Linked DNA regions of Sus scrofa: region 2 is linked to region 1. Evidence: chromatin contacts called from public HiChIP or PLAC-seq data. All regions are on one chromosome and are shown on one strand. Each heading gives the region's core, a stretch centred on a gene start, on an enhancer-like site or on the middle of the called end of the contact. The rest is flanking DNA. Distances are from core to core; before and after follow the strand shown. Region 1 holds the start of CLEC14A (C-type lectin domain family 14 member A). Region 2 holds the start of SSTR1 (somatostatin receptor 1).

Region 1 (6,822 bases), core at 1,837-4,336:
TGACATCTTTTAATTTATCTTGTCTTATACATATGCAAGAGTTTTTCTGAGTATATACCTAGGTACTGACGTACTAGTCAAGATTATGTAAATGTTCAATTTTAGGAAAATATGGCAAGCTTTTGCAAAGTTGTTTCTCTCATAATGTAACATATAAAAGAGGCTGTGGATCTACACTTGTTACTGTCAGAATTTTAAATATTTGGAATCTAATTAAGGTAAAATAATATCCTATAATGATCTTAAATAACATTATTTAAAATTACATTCTAGGGAGTTCCCATCATGGCTCAGTAGTTAATGAATCCAACTGGGAACCATGAGGTTGCAGGTTCAATCCCTGGCTTCGCTCAGTGGGTTAAGGATCCAGCATTGCCATGAGCTATAGACATGGCTCAGATCCTGCATTGCTGTTCCTCTGGCCTAGGCCAGTGGCTACAGCTTAGATTAGAGCCCTAGCCTGGTAACTTCCATATGCCGCAGGTGTGGCCCTAAAAAAGACAAAAAGACACACACACACACACAAAATTACATTCTGGGAATAAGGTTTCCTTTTGAAATGATAGAAATGTTTTAGAACTAATAGAGATGATGGTTGCCTGACATTAAGAATGTACTAAAAGTCACTTAATTGTACACTTTAAAATGGTTAGTTTTACATTATGTGAATTTTAACTCCATTAAAAAAGAAGAAAAAAAAAGGAACACAGGCACTAGGTTCAGAACCCCTGGGTTCATTCTTGCTCATTTGACCCCATTCTAACTATATACATGATTACTAGATTTCAGTTTTCTTATCTGAAAAATGGGCACATAAGTAAGACTAACCTACAGGGGCAGCCATGAGCACTAAACCCACAGCTGCCAGAATAAATGTTCCATCAAGTGAGCTGTTAATAAAAATAAATAAATAATAAAAATGAAAACATTCCTTCATTTCTAGTTTTCTCAAGTATACTACTATATTTCAAAATGTGTTAGATATAAACAGATCAATACAAAGTAATTAATAACAAAATGATATAGGTCTTAGTTGAAGCTAACTTTTTTTTCTAACTCCTCTCACATCTCTTCAGACATGGCCAGGACTGTGATATGCAGTCATTATGGCCACTATGTTTTCTTCTAATATCCCACCTCCCTAGGCAGGATGCCAGGGGGTGAGATGATATATATATTCACTGTAAGCTTTTCAATCATTCTTTCTTACCCTGAAAACCTCACCTCATCTCAAGAGATGTTTAAAACATCTAAGAGATTTTCCTTGACTACTTAGATTTGTAGAAGTTTTATTTTATGAAAATACACATTACTACATAAACATTTACCAACACACAGTCATTGGATAGCAAAGGTATATAGCGTTGGCCCAAGTAATTAGGTCTTTTTTAAAATCCACTCAATTAGATTTCTAGACTTTCATGTTCCTTTTTCATAAGGCATTAATTTAAATGCAAAGTCATGTTTAAGATGATTCTCAGGCATCTGAAATGAAGGACTAATGAATGTCCTTCAAATTGGTCTTTTTGCTATTTCTTTGGGCCGCTCCCGCGGCATATGGAGGTTCCCAGGCTAGGGGTCTAATCGGAGCTGTAGCCACCAGCCTACGCCAGAGCCACAGCAACGCTGGATCCGAGCCGCGTCTGCAACCTACACCACAGCTCACGGCAACGCCGGATCGTTAACCCACTGAGCAAGGGCAGGGACCGAACCCGCAACCTCATGGTTCCTAGTCGGATTCGTTAACCTCTGCGCCACGACGGGAACTCCTGTCCTTCAAATTGGGAAACAGCAGGGGTAGGAGAGAACACCTGCTGCAAAACTCCACAGTCAGCAAAAGCAAAGTAAGCATGATGATTATCCTTGGTGTTTACTATCATTTGTTAAGATATGTAGAATTTGCAAGAGGAGAGAGAAAGCAGTGGTTAAAATGGGGTAGGAGCACACAGATGTGATCCTGAAAACTTCCTTCCTACCCCTCCTCACTACCCAGAACAATCCAATCCGGAACAAGTGAGTTTAAAAGCAGCATGGTGGGCATTACCCACAGAGTGGCAACTTTCAAGCAGCATGGATAGTGAAGAGGGTTTAGTTGAAACTCCTTATGTATTTCTGATTGCAACTTATCTGGTCACTGTGAACCGAGAGAGATAATAGATTTTCTAAAATAATGCACAGTGTCTAAATTGCAAGAAAACCTTTCACAGATAGTGTGGTTTGACGTTCCTTCCTTTACTTGATTTTAATTCCTTGCTACTTTCAGTTGCATTGAAGTGTTTATACTAAAAACACTCATTGGAACACTGAAGAAAATGGCTCACTTATTTTTAAGCAGCAGAGCATTTTTCTTACAGTATGCAATACAAATTATAATATTTTAATTTCTTAAGGATTTTTAGCTCTCATTTCCCTTAGAGGGGACTTTTACAACTTACTGCTACAAATATTGGCACATAAGCATAGGAGAAAATATTAAAATAGTTCAAGGATAAAATCTACACATTGGGTAGTTATTCTCAAACAGGTCACAGTATCATTTATATATAACCTATAAGCTTGAAGAAATTCTCAGCCAATATAGCAGTCAGGAAACCAAACAACATAATTTAAGGTCTATGGCCATTATTTTTCATTTAGGCCTAGAAATACATTTCCTTTCCTGAATGAACCAATAGGGCCATTTCAAAGAGAAAGAAATATAAGGCAAGCGTTGGCAAAGAAGCAGGCTTTCCCCTTTATATACCCAAAAGGAACTCCTAAATTCTTTTGACTAGCAATTAGTACGCCTGAATCTCCCTCGACAGCACAGAGAAGCAGAGCTGGGAAGACTCTGGCAGCTACATAGCGCTGCCTCTGGTAGTGAGGAGAGATGTTTATAAGTCTCACAACATTTATTTCCTCCACAGTACAGGACAAAGGCTGGACCCGTCTACAAATTGTGCGGCCAACTCCATGGCTTTGGACCAAACACAATGGGCGGGCGTGGGCGGTCAGCAAGTTCCTCTTCTCCAGCCCTTCCTGCCAGTGTTCGCTATTAGGCTAAAGTATTCAGAGATCCGAGGTTCTGAAACTCTCTGGGGGGAGGGATACACTTCTTCCCAGTGGCGAAAGTTTCTTTTTCTCCTGCTCTACGCAGGGTGTTTGACCTTCTGGTGGAGGACTTCGTTCCCCGTGCCCTGGCGCCAGCTGTGTTCCTGACCCCAGAATAAATTAGGGCTGCACGGGGCCTGGCAGAACTCAGGACACATTTCCTGTCCCGGCCCAAGGGAAGCCGTTTGCCGCCAGGACCCTGGCGGGGATTCTTGGCGGTTGAGGGGCCGGGAGGGAGTAGGATGAGGCGGGGTGCGGGGGAAAGCCAGCTGTGGGGGGCGGTGACCAAGCTCTAGGGACAGCTCCAAGCCCTCGGGCGGGACAGATCCAAGCTGGGAGCAGCTGTAGGAGCTGGGCCTCCAAGATGAGGCCAACCCTCGCCCTGTGCCTCTTCTGGCAGGCGTTCTGGCCCCGGCCCGGCGGTGGTGAGCACCCCACTGCCGATCGCGCGGTCTGCTTGGCTTCGGGAGCCTGCTACAGCCTGCACCATGCTACCTTCAAGCGCCAGATGGCCGAGGAGGCCTGCAACCTACGGGGCGGGGTACTCAGCACGGTGCGCGGGGGCGCCGAGCTCCGTGCGGTTCTCACGCTCCTGCGAGCGGGCCCTGGACCTGGAGGGGGCTCCAAAGACCTTCTTTTCTGGGTGGCGTTGGAGCGCAGACGATCCCACTGCACCCTGGAGAATGAGCCATTGCGGGGTTTTTCCTGGTTGTCCCCCGACGACGTCGGCGAGTCGGAAAGTGACACGCTGCAATGGGTCGAGGAGCCCCAACGTTCTTGCACCGCTCGGAGTTGCGCAGGACTCCAGGCCACTGGGGGAATTGAGCCCGCAGGCTGGAAGGAGATGCGATGCCACGGACGTGCCAACGGCTACCTGTGCAAGTATCAGTTTGAGGGCTTGTGTCCCGCTCCGCGCCCTGGGGCCGCTTCTAACTTGAGCTACCGCGCGCCCTTCCAGCTGTACAGCGCAGCACTGGACTTCAGTCCCCCTGGGACCGAGGTGAGTGCGCTCTGCCCCGGACAGCTCTCCATCACAGCCACCTGCAGGGTGGATGGGGTCGGCGCACGCTGGGACGGGATACCCTCAGGGGCCGTGCTCTGTCCCTGTCCTGGGAGGTACCTCCGAGCTGGCAAATGCTCGGAGCTCCCTGACTGCCTAGACGACTTGGGAGGCTTTGCTTGCGAGTGTGCTGCAGGCTTCATGCTGGGGAAGGATGGACGTTCTTGTGTAACCAAAGGGGAAGGACAGCCAGGCCCTGGGGGGACGAGGGTGCCCACCTGGCACCCGCAAGCCACTGCAGCCAGCGCTGTACCTAAGAGAACGTGGTCACCCAGTGTCCAGGAGAAGCCAGGAGAGCTACCCCATGCCCCTGAACAAGGCAGCTCAGCAACATCTATTCCCGAGGAGATTCCTCGATGGGGAGCCCAGAGCACGACATCTACCCTTCACATGTCTCCTCTAACAGAGTCAAAGGCCGACAACACCTCCTCGGGAACTGTGATTCCCAAGTTTAATTCCACATCTTACTCTGACAATCCCCAGGCTTTCGATGCTTCCTCCACCGTGGTCTTCATACTGGTGAGCATAGCGGTGGTAGTGTTGGTGATACTGACCGTGACGGTGCTGGGGCTCTTCAAACTCTGTTTCCACAAGAGCCCTTCTCCTCAGCCAAGAAAGGGGCCTTTGGCCCCACAGGGCACGGATAGTGATGCTGAGGCCACTGCTCCGAGCTCTACTTCCGCACATTGCACAGAGAACGGGGTGAAGGTGGAGGACTGTGGTCTGTGGAACAGAGTAGAGGGAGCTTCGCGGCCAGGGTCTTCTCTTGGCTCTGGTGACACATAGGGAAACTGAAAACAGCAAACACTTGTGAGCAGAGTTTTTCACTTCCAATGAAAAGGGAAAAGGAGAAGAACTTATTTGTGGAACTGATAATTCCTACAGAAATTCCCCTTCCCCTAAATTCCCTCTCCTCCACTGAGGAGCCAAATCTGGACTGGACACTCCTTCCCTGAAGATGGAGGAAGTGGAAGTGCCTTAGGGTAGTATTCAGGAGCCAGGGACAGGTATTTTCTTGTGTTTATTCTGGGAGATTTGAAGAAATGATTGAACTTTTTAAGACACTGGAAGCAAATAGAAAAAATTTTTTTTATTTTATTTTTCTACCAAAATGGAAAGGAAATCTGCCTACATTGTTCAGGCTACAAATATGTTGGTTTGAAGTCCCCAGGCAAAAAAATAAAGGATTGTTGATAACCCAGACTCGAATATCACTGGTTTCCTGGAGGATACTTGTTCAGGAATAACACTGAAGGGCATGCTGGGAATAGCAGCCTGGGTGCCTCCTGCTTTTAGATTGACGGGGGAGGTCTTTGAAATGAGGAGTAGATTTTAAGAATTTTTTCCTTGGTTCTTTCATACTTCACTTTCAAAGTCATTGTTATTTGTGTGCTCTGCTATAAATCCAAACTGTAGTGTTGCCAGAGTTGCTGGCTCTAGAAGGAAATTATAGTTGACCACCAGTTTCAAGTGTTTACTGTGTGTCCTTGCTCAAGGAAACAAATGATTTGTGTTTTCCTCTTCCAATATTTGTGCTCTCCTGTGTAATGACCTCCCCAGCCAAATAGCCCTCTCTTAAACATCAGGATGCCAATCCTCACTTCCAATTATGGTGATGTTAATTTTCAATTAAAATGTTGATGCTAAGTATTGATTAGAAATCTTCTGGGTACATTAAAGCAAAAGTAAGCTGAAATTCCTCCAAAGTTGCTAAGTTCTTCTGCACTGTTTAATCCATGGAAAACTTTGAATTCCAAACCGTTTCCTTGCCTTTTAATGAAAGTGTGTGCAGTGACCATACATGGGGTGGGATGAGCACAGTTTAACATGATTCTACATGGTAAAGGCATCAGGTAAGCAGCTTTCCATAAGAACTACTAGTATAAGAAATAAGTGGAAAGTACAAATAATTTATCTTCTCATTATGACTTGGAGTATTATAGAATTATTGAAATGGAGCATTCCTCTAAAAAATGTAAGACATAATAATAATAATCAGCTATCTGCTAGGACTGAGACCCCTAGAAGATATACCACTTCTATTAATATGCTAATACCTAAATCTAAATGCGTGGGGTTGGTGCATGGGACAGAGACAGAGAAACAAGCTGAGTAACCAGGAAGACTGGAAACAGGGAAAAGTTTATACTGTAATTTTTGTAAAAATCATTTTGATGTTCTTGAGTATATAGTGAATGATATATATGTATGTATGCATATATAACATATGGTATTGTAACATGAAAAGAATAAAATAATAGGTAATTTTCTTCATATATTAAATACATGTCTAAATAGTTATATTTAAATAACGTCAGAAATGAGCTAGAGTTAACAACATTCAGAGGAATTGACATAAAGTCATTTCACAAGCAAAACTAAAACCAGGTAAGTAAATGGCTTACCCAGTGTCCCCATCTTCTCAGAGTGTCTCAGTTCACCTAAGTTGTGGTGTTTTATCTTTGTTCTTTACCATATGACCTCTCTATAGAGAAGGCAACTATTTGAATAGAATACATGGTGCTTACTTTTGTAACTTGAAAAATAGCTCCATCTATAACTGAACTGTAAATTACCTATATCTAGAATTAGCTATATCTAGAAGTATTTATATCTGTCCTTGTGAATGTGTATACACACACTTTGTCTTAGAGTACCCTTGTATCATTGTT
Region 2 (6,889 bases), core at 1,843-4,342, 68 kb after region 1:
ACAGGAAATACAAAGAAGTAAAATTATTGGTCCTTGCTCTACTCAGGTTTCCAAGGGAGTTGGTTAGATTAAACACAGACACAAATTATTTTACTTTCAATGTCTTCAAAAGAAGGGATGATGTTAACTAGATTGTATGTTATAATCACCTATGCTTGAAACCTAGAGGAAGCAGGGACATAAGCAGGGCCATTCTCCATCCTTGGTGCTGATAAAGTCTGTCTGGATCAGATTCCGAAGCTCCAAGTTTGAGGGCTACTTGAACTCTCATATCTGAACGTGTTCTAGCCAGTCTCACACCTGTCACTGTTAGTGACTGTATTTGGCAACTGTTGCATGGACTCATGACAAGGGAGCAAAATAAACATATATATATATACTATGTGAGTATAGGATGACATTAAAAGCTAGGCTTCCGGACTTTCCACTCTGCCTGGGAGGAGGCTCACCCACACTATCATTTATTTATTACAAGACAAACAATAAATTACATAAGAAAAGTATGAACAAAAAAATCTCCAAACTTTACTGGACACAAGCAAAACTAAAAGGCTAGAGGAAAGGGTAAGAAAAGAGGGCCTAGCAAAAAGAGATTTTGAGGGGGTCTTGGAGAGAGAGCTTTCCCCCACTGCCGCCTCCACGCCCACCCCACCTGCAGTGTCCTGAAGAAAAGGCCCTGGGCTAGGCAAGTGGAGAAAAGGAAAGCTGAACTACATCTTTCAAACAACACAATTAAATAAATAAATAAATACGATAAGCAAGAAAATAACGTATTAGGCACCGCTTGAAAGGCAGCAGTCCTCAGGCAGGGCGGGCCACACTCCTAGCCTGCGGGTGGCGGTGACGCGGTCAGATGGGCAGAGGCTAGGAAGGCGTCAGCCGAGGTCCGTGCCCGATGTCTATTGTTATTCTTAAATCTGCACCTCCTGAAGCTGGTTGAGGGACAGAGCCTAGAGGAGCTGCAGCCCTGCTCCTGGGCGGCCCCTGGGGGAAATGCGCCCTGCGCCCTGGCCTGCCTGGCCCAACCCAGACCAGTTCCCTGGGAGTGCCCAGAGCTTGGTCTTTGAAACCCGAAGCGCCCTTAATAAGGTCGGGAGGTTGGCCTCCATTACAACCCCCTCCCCCAACCCTGAATCTTAAAAACAAACAAAAAAACCCTAGTCGCTTGTTCTCAGCTCCTTTTTGCTCCAAAGAGGAAGTTGGATAAGGACTGCAGAATGCCTGGGGTTCGAAGCGCGGGACCGATTTTACTAAGCACCTGGCTCCGCTCTGGTGGAACGGGAGTGGAGGAGGGGCTCGAGGAAGCGCGCACCTTCCTTCGCCCCGAGAGTGGGAGAAAAGATCAGCTGCCTAGGTCCTTCTCAAGTCCGACTTCCCTTAAAGTAGGGCTGCGGAAAGGGAGAGCCGTGGCTCTCCAGACTCCGCTAGGAGCATCAAGCGGAGTCTGGCGAGCGAGGGGTGCGGCGGGGCGCGGCAGGGCGCGGCTGAGGGAGAGCTAGGGACGCAGCCCGAAGGAAACCCGCGGCGGTAACCGTGCCTCAGCTTAAACACAAATAACAGCTGGCGGGGCTGAGGGTCAGGCTGAGTTGGCGACGTTAATTAAGTTCATGATCATTACTGGCAGGACGGGGCGGAAAGAAAGACCGAAACTGCAGTGTGGAGCCTAAAGGGGTGCAGAAGTGCAAGCGCAGTGGAAGAAGAAGCGAAAGAGGAGAAAGGGGCCCTCTAGCTTTTCCAGTTTATAAGCAAAGCGCCCAACGCCGCCTTTGTCGCGCACCTTTCCCGGGTCTCCACCTGAAGCGCATAAGCTCCTACCCCAACTCATCCCATCGCACCCTGATCCTTTCACCTCTCGCTCCCCGCCTCCCTTCCTCCTCTTCCTCCTCTTCTCTTGGCGAAAGGCTCCTGCTTGGCCTGGGCTCAGAGAGTAGTGATCCGGGACGTGCAGGTGCCATTACGGAAGACGCCGCCGGACTCCAGGTTCTCGGGCTGGAAGTCCTCCACGCTGTAGGCGCGGCTCTTGAGGGCTGTAGCATAGTAGTCGACTGGCTCCTCGGCGGCGTTGTCCATCCAGCTGAGGCAAAGGATGCGCTGGAACGAGCGCTTGAAGTTGTCTGAAAGGAAGCCATAAAGGATGGGGTTGGCGCAGCTGTTGGCATAGCCAAGGATGACCGACAGCTGGCTCACTGTGGCGTCGTCCTGCTCTGCGAACACGTTGACCAGCTGCACCACATAGAAAGGCATCCAGCAGATGACAAACACCATTACCACCATCATCACCATCAGGGTGATCTTGCGCTCCGAGCGCTTGCGCTGCTGCCAGCCGGCCTTAAGGGCCACCATGCGCATTTTGGCAATGATGAGCACGTAGCACAGGCAGATGGCCCCGACCGGCAGCAGGAAGCCCATGAGAAAAGTGTACAACACGAAGCCCACCAGCCAGCGCTGGGCAGGCTCGGGCATGAGCATGTTGCAGGCCACCGTGCCGTCACTGTTGGCTGCAGTGCGTGAGAAGACCACGATGGGCAGAATGACCAGCAGGGATAGCACCCACACGCCCAGATTCACCACCTTGGCCACGGTGGGCCGGCGGTAGCGTGCCGCCTTGATGGGGTGCACCACAGCCACATAGCGGTCCACGCTAAGCACAGTAAGACAGTAGATGCTGGTGAACATGTTGACTGCGTCCACGCTGAGCACGAGGCGGCAGAGCAGTGCACCGAAGGGCCAGTGGCGAAGCAATGTGGAGGTGACCAAGAAGGGCACGCTGAGCATGAGCAGCTCATCAGCGATGGCCAGGTTGAGGATGTAGATGTTGGTGGCTGTCTTCATCTTGGCATAGCGCAGGATCACGTAGATGACCATGGAGTTCCCACACAGCCCCACCAGGCACACCACGGAGTAGATGAAAGAGATGAGGATAGCGCTGCCCTGGCCCTCGCTCAAGGTCCCGTTCTGGGATGCATTTCGCCCTGGCTCCTCCATCCCGTCTGCAGTGCCGGCCCCAGGGCCCCTGCTGCCGCTGCCTTCGCCGCAGCTGCCCGGGCAGGGGCTAGGAGAGGAGGGAGAGGAGGCGGTGCCATTGGGGAACATCTCAGCTGATGGGGGCCGATGGGGCTGCCTGGGCTGGGGAGTTCTTGCGCCCTCGCTGCTTGCGCCCTCACTCGGCACCCTGGCCGTCCGCCGGCAGCTCAATGCCGCCAGGCGCCTGGGGGAAGCACTCAGCGGCTGCTTGGAGCACGGCTCCACCAGCGCCTGCGGAGCGCATCGCCCAGTGGCTGCCTGCGCGCATCCGCTTGCCGCTCCAGGGCGCCTGGGCACAGGCGAGCCTGGAGTGGGGAGGCCGGGAGACTAGAGCCCCGCGCGACACAGCCATTAACTGCCGCGGCTGCGAGCTGGTCAATGATTAATAGGCACGGCCAGCGCGTCAGCAGCTACGGGGGGGGGGGGGGGCGGAGAAAAAGAGGGAAGAAGGCGATATAGGTGGCTTATCACCCCTCGACCAATTTTTTTCTTTCCCAGTTTTAAGCTCCGATCGACTAGAGCAGCTGCTTCCGGGGTTCCCCTGCAGTACCCCTTCACCCATCCTTTAGGGGAACCTGGGGAGTTTCTCCGATTTTCTGGAGGGTGGGTGGGAACGAAAGGTGTAGATTCTGTTCCATCCCGCCCGGCTCCTATCCAAAGCAAAGACTGAAGCAGACCCCAACATAGATGTCTGGAATTCATCTCAGTTTTCCTCAGTTGATGACCCCCTCTGAGGGACCCCAACTTTACTCTGGTGCAATCGTCCAAAGCCCTAAACTCCCACCTCCCGCCCCGCCTGCCCTGCCCCTCAGATTTGCCCCGGAAGCTTCTAGTCCTTACCCAGGGCGCGCTACCTCCGGACCGACGCGTAGATGGCCCGTGCAAAGTGCCGGTGCGGGTCTAGCAGCGCGGTGACGTTCTCCGCACGGTCCCACTCCTTTTCTTGGGCGGGACCCCAGCACAGGCGCACAATCGGATACTCTTAAGAGTCTCGGAAACTGACCCTAAGCCGCCAGCATCAGGAGGAGGAAGGACAGCAACGTGGGATAGGAGTTTCTATGTTACAATCCCGCAGGCAGCTCTTCGCAGGCGGGAGTGTTCAGGGGCCTGAGAAAACCATTGCGAATCTCTTAATAAAGCTTGTAGTGCCCAGAGCCTCCAGCGTCTCCCAGAGGAATATCGACTGCAGAAAGGAAAATGCGCGGCTGGGAGCATGAAAGGAGCCGGAGGTTGTTCCCCCCACCCTCCCGAAACGTGCCAGGCGCCGTTTTGGAAATCAATCTAGGTGTTCGCTGGGGATAGATAAAGCCTGAGCCGCTCGAAAGCCTCCGCCAGCTCCTCCGCTGTACTTTGTACCCCAGAGAGTTGGCTGGCCCGGGAGGAGGAGAGGCCCGGGGTGAGCTGGGATGCCAGTCGGGGCCAACCTTGCAGGTGACCAGACCTGCCACAAACTCCAGGAACAGCAGGACGACCTTCAAGTCTTTCTGTGAAATACTTGAGATTTCAGCCTTTTCTGAGGTCCCAGGATTTGTGTCTAAACCTTGAAGACGCAGAAACCAATGTCGGCTCGCCCCAGTCTCCCTAACCACTTAAGAACTGAACAGTTACTGTGTTTTGTTTTGTTTTGTTTTTTTCAAGTCAATTATCATGATTTTTGACGACTTCTAGGATCTTTCACCATCCTAGTCTGGGCTCCCTTTGGCTTTCCAGTTGTTCCAGTCCAACTGATCAAGCTCCCCCATTCTTTCCAAGACCCCTTCAAGTCTTACTCTGAACCGTGCTGGTTCACAGAAGACGACCTGCAGCAGCCTAGTGCTTCCCCGCCTCTTCAAGCCTTAGCGTTGTGTCTAGTTTTGTTAGTTCCACCTCTCAACCAGGTGGCTCCCACTGTGCTGTGAGTCTCAGCTTACCTCCTCTTCCCAACAGAACAGTTTACACTAAGGTGAGGCCAACTTAAACAGCAACTAAACTCCACATGGAAGGTATTTGTACCAGACAGTGCAGAATGCAGAAATGTATGCAGAAATTTGAAAAGAAAAAAAAAAGTACAAATCCTTTTGTCACCTTGCTTTATCTGGATGTCATTTGTATGTATGTGTTTTAGTTCTTAAAACTAAGTGCTCCTGAAAGGAAAAGAATAACTTTTGTAGTGTGTTGATTATAGCAATCAGAGATAAAAGAAATGATGACAGACTCTCACAGGGATGTGTGCAATGGACACTGAATTATTAATGAGAAATGTGCTAGGAAGAAATGTGAAATTTCTTAAGACCCAGGCTGCTTAACCCATGCCTTTATCTCAACAGATTTATCTTAAGAAGGATGTGGAATTTGTGGTTAGTTGTATTTCATTTTCCTTAAAAAATATAGCACATATGGAGAAAAAAAATGTTCATCACGTTTTTTAAAAAGTCTTTTTTTTCCCCAGAAGAGCTTTTAACAAGCCAAGTTTCATAATGATTTAAATGCTTCTTTGCCAATCACTGACTAAAGACACCTGGCTATTCCTCAGGGGGCTGACATTTCAACAGTCATCATCTAGACGCCTTGACGTTGATCATGGTTTCTCCAGGGGGAGTGGGTGATGGGAGCTGTAAAGCACGACTCTGTTATTTGGGATCTCATATGTTCACTTTGCAGCTGATCTAAGGAACATCTCTCAATTCATTGGTAGCCTCAAATACAAAAGAAGAAAACTGAATACCTGACCTGAGCATGCTTTTTTGTTTGTTTGTTTCTTAAGTATTTTCTATGATGATTTTTTAACTCATGAAAAGAGGCTGATGATGAGATACCACTTTATTCCCACTAGGGTGCCAATAATAATTTTTTTAAAGGAAAAGAAAAATCACAAATGTCGTTGAGCATATGGAGAAATTAGAACCCTTATATGTTATCAGTGGGCATAAAAAAAATGATGCAGTGGCTTTAGAATGTTTGTTGACTCCTCAAAAAGTTAAACAAAGAATTGCCATATGACCCAAACTTAACATAGGTACTTGAAGAAAAACTTGCACATGAATGTTCAGAGTAGGACTATTCATAATAGCCAAAAAGATGAACAATCCAAATATCCATCCATCGAGAATGGATAAACAAAATGTGATACATCTTCTTACCATCCATCCACGAAAAGGAATGAAGTATAGGAATGAAGCATCAAAACAGTTATAATATAGATGAACCTTGAAAACATTATGCAGAGTGAAAGAAGCCAGGCATAAAGGTCATCACTGTGCGATTCCATTTATATGGAACATCCAGAATAGGCAAATCCATAGAGACAAAGCAGCTTAGAGGTGGCAGGGGTTGAGGGGGAGAGGGAATGGGAAATGAGTGCTTCATGGGTTTATGCTTTCTTTTGGAAGGTTATGAAAATTTCTGGAATTAGGGGTGGTGGTTGCATAACACTGGGAATGTACTAAAAGCCACTGAACTGTGCACTTTAAAATGGTTAAAAATAATGCAATACTACTCAGCTATAAAAAAGAATGAAATAATGCCATTCATAGCAATATGGATGCAGCTAGAGATTCTCAAACTAAATGAAGTAAGTCGGAAAGAGAAAGACAAATACCATATGATATTGAACTAAGAGTTTTAACTAAGGAACAACCCCCCCCCCCTTGGCTAAAAAGGCAGCTGCAAGCCTTTCCAGCTATGCTCACCTCATACCACCTTTCTTGTAATAATGTAGCAACTGTGCGCCCTATGTCCAAGCCAGCAGCCCTGCTAATCATGTACCCAGCATTGCTTATCAGTTCGGCTTCTGTAACCTTGCTTGCTCAGTTTCTTAGGGAGGAACACTGTCTGCTTGGGGAAGGGGAGGGGGAGGTTCAGGATGCTTACATGGGAAAATCGAGAC

Evidence for each region. HiChIP or PLAC-seq counts read pairs in DNA pulled down with a chosen protein or histone mark.
Region 2: an H3K27ac HiChIP or PLAC-seq map of skeletal muscle shows a contact between it and region 1, with 2.7 times the contacts expected there. The contact joins the promoter of SSTR1 here to the promoter of CLEC14A in region 1. A contact is called at or near these places in 2 of 47 Hi-C or Micro-C datasets (embryonic fibroblasts and fibroblasts) and 1 of 2 datasets of contacts at active chromatin or transcription factors (skeletal muscle).

Annotation. Positions count from the first base shown.
Region 1 is chr7:61,822,602-61,829,423 of Sscrofa11.1, forward strand. CLEC14A (C-type lectin domain family 14 member A) reads left to right here and starts at 3,087. Exons shown (of 1, transcript XM_005666193.3): 1 at 3,087-5,359. The coding sequence starts at 3,455. The coding sequence ends at 4,936.
Region 2 is chr7:61,891,036-61,897,924 of Sscrofa11.1, forward strand. SSTR1 (somatostatin receptor 1) reads right to left here and starts at 3,093. Exons shown (of 1, transcript NM_001190231.1): 1 at 1,921-3,093. The coding sequence starts at 3,093. The coding sequence ends at 1,921.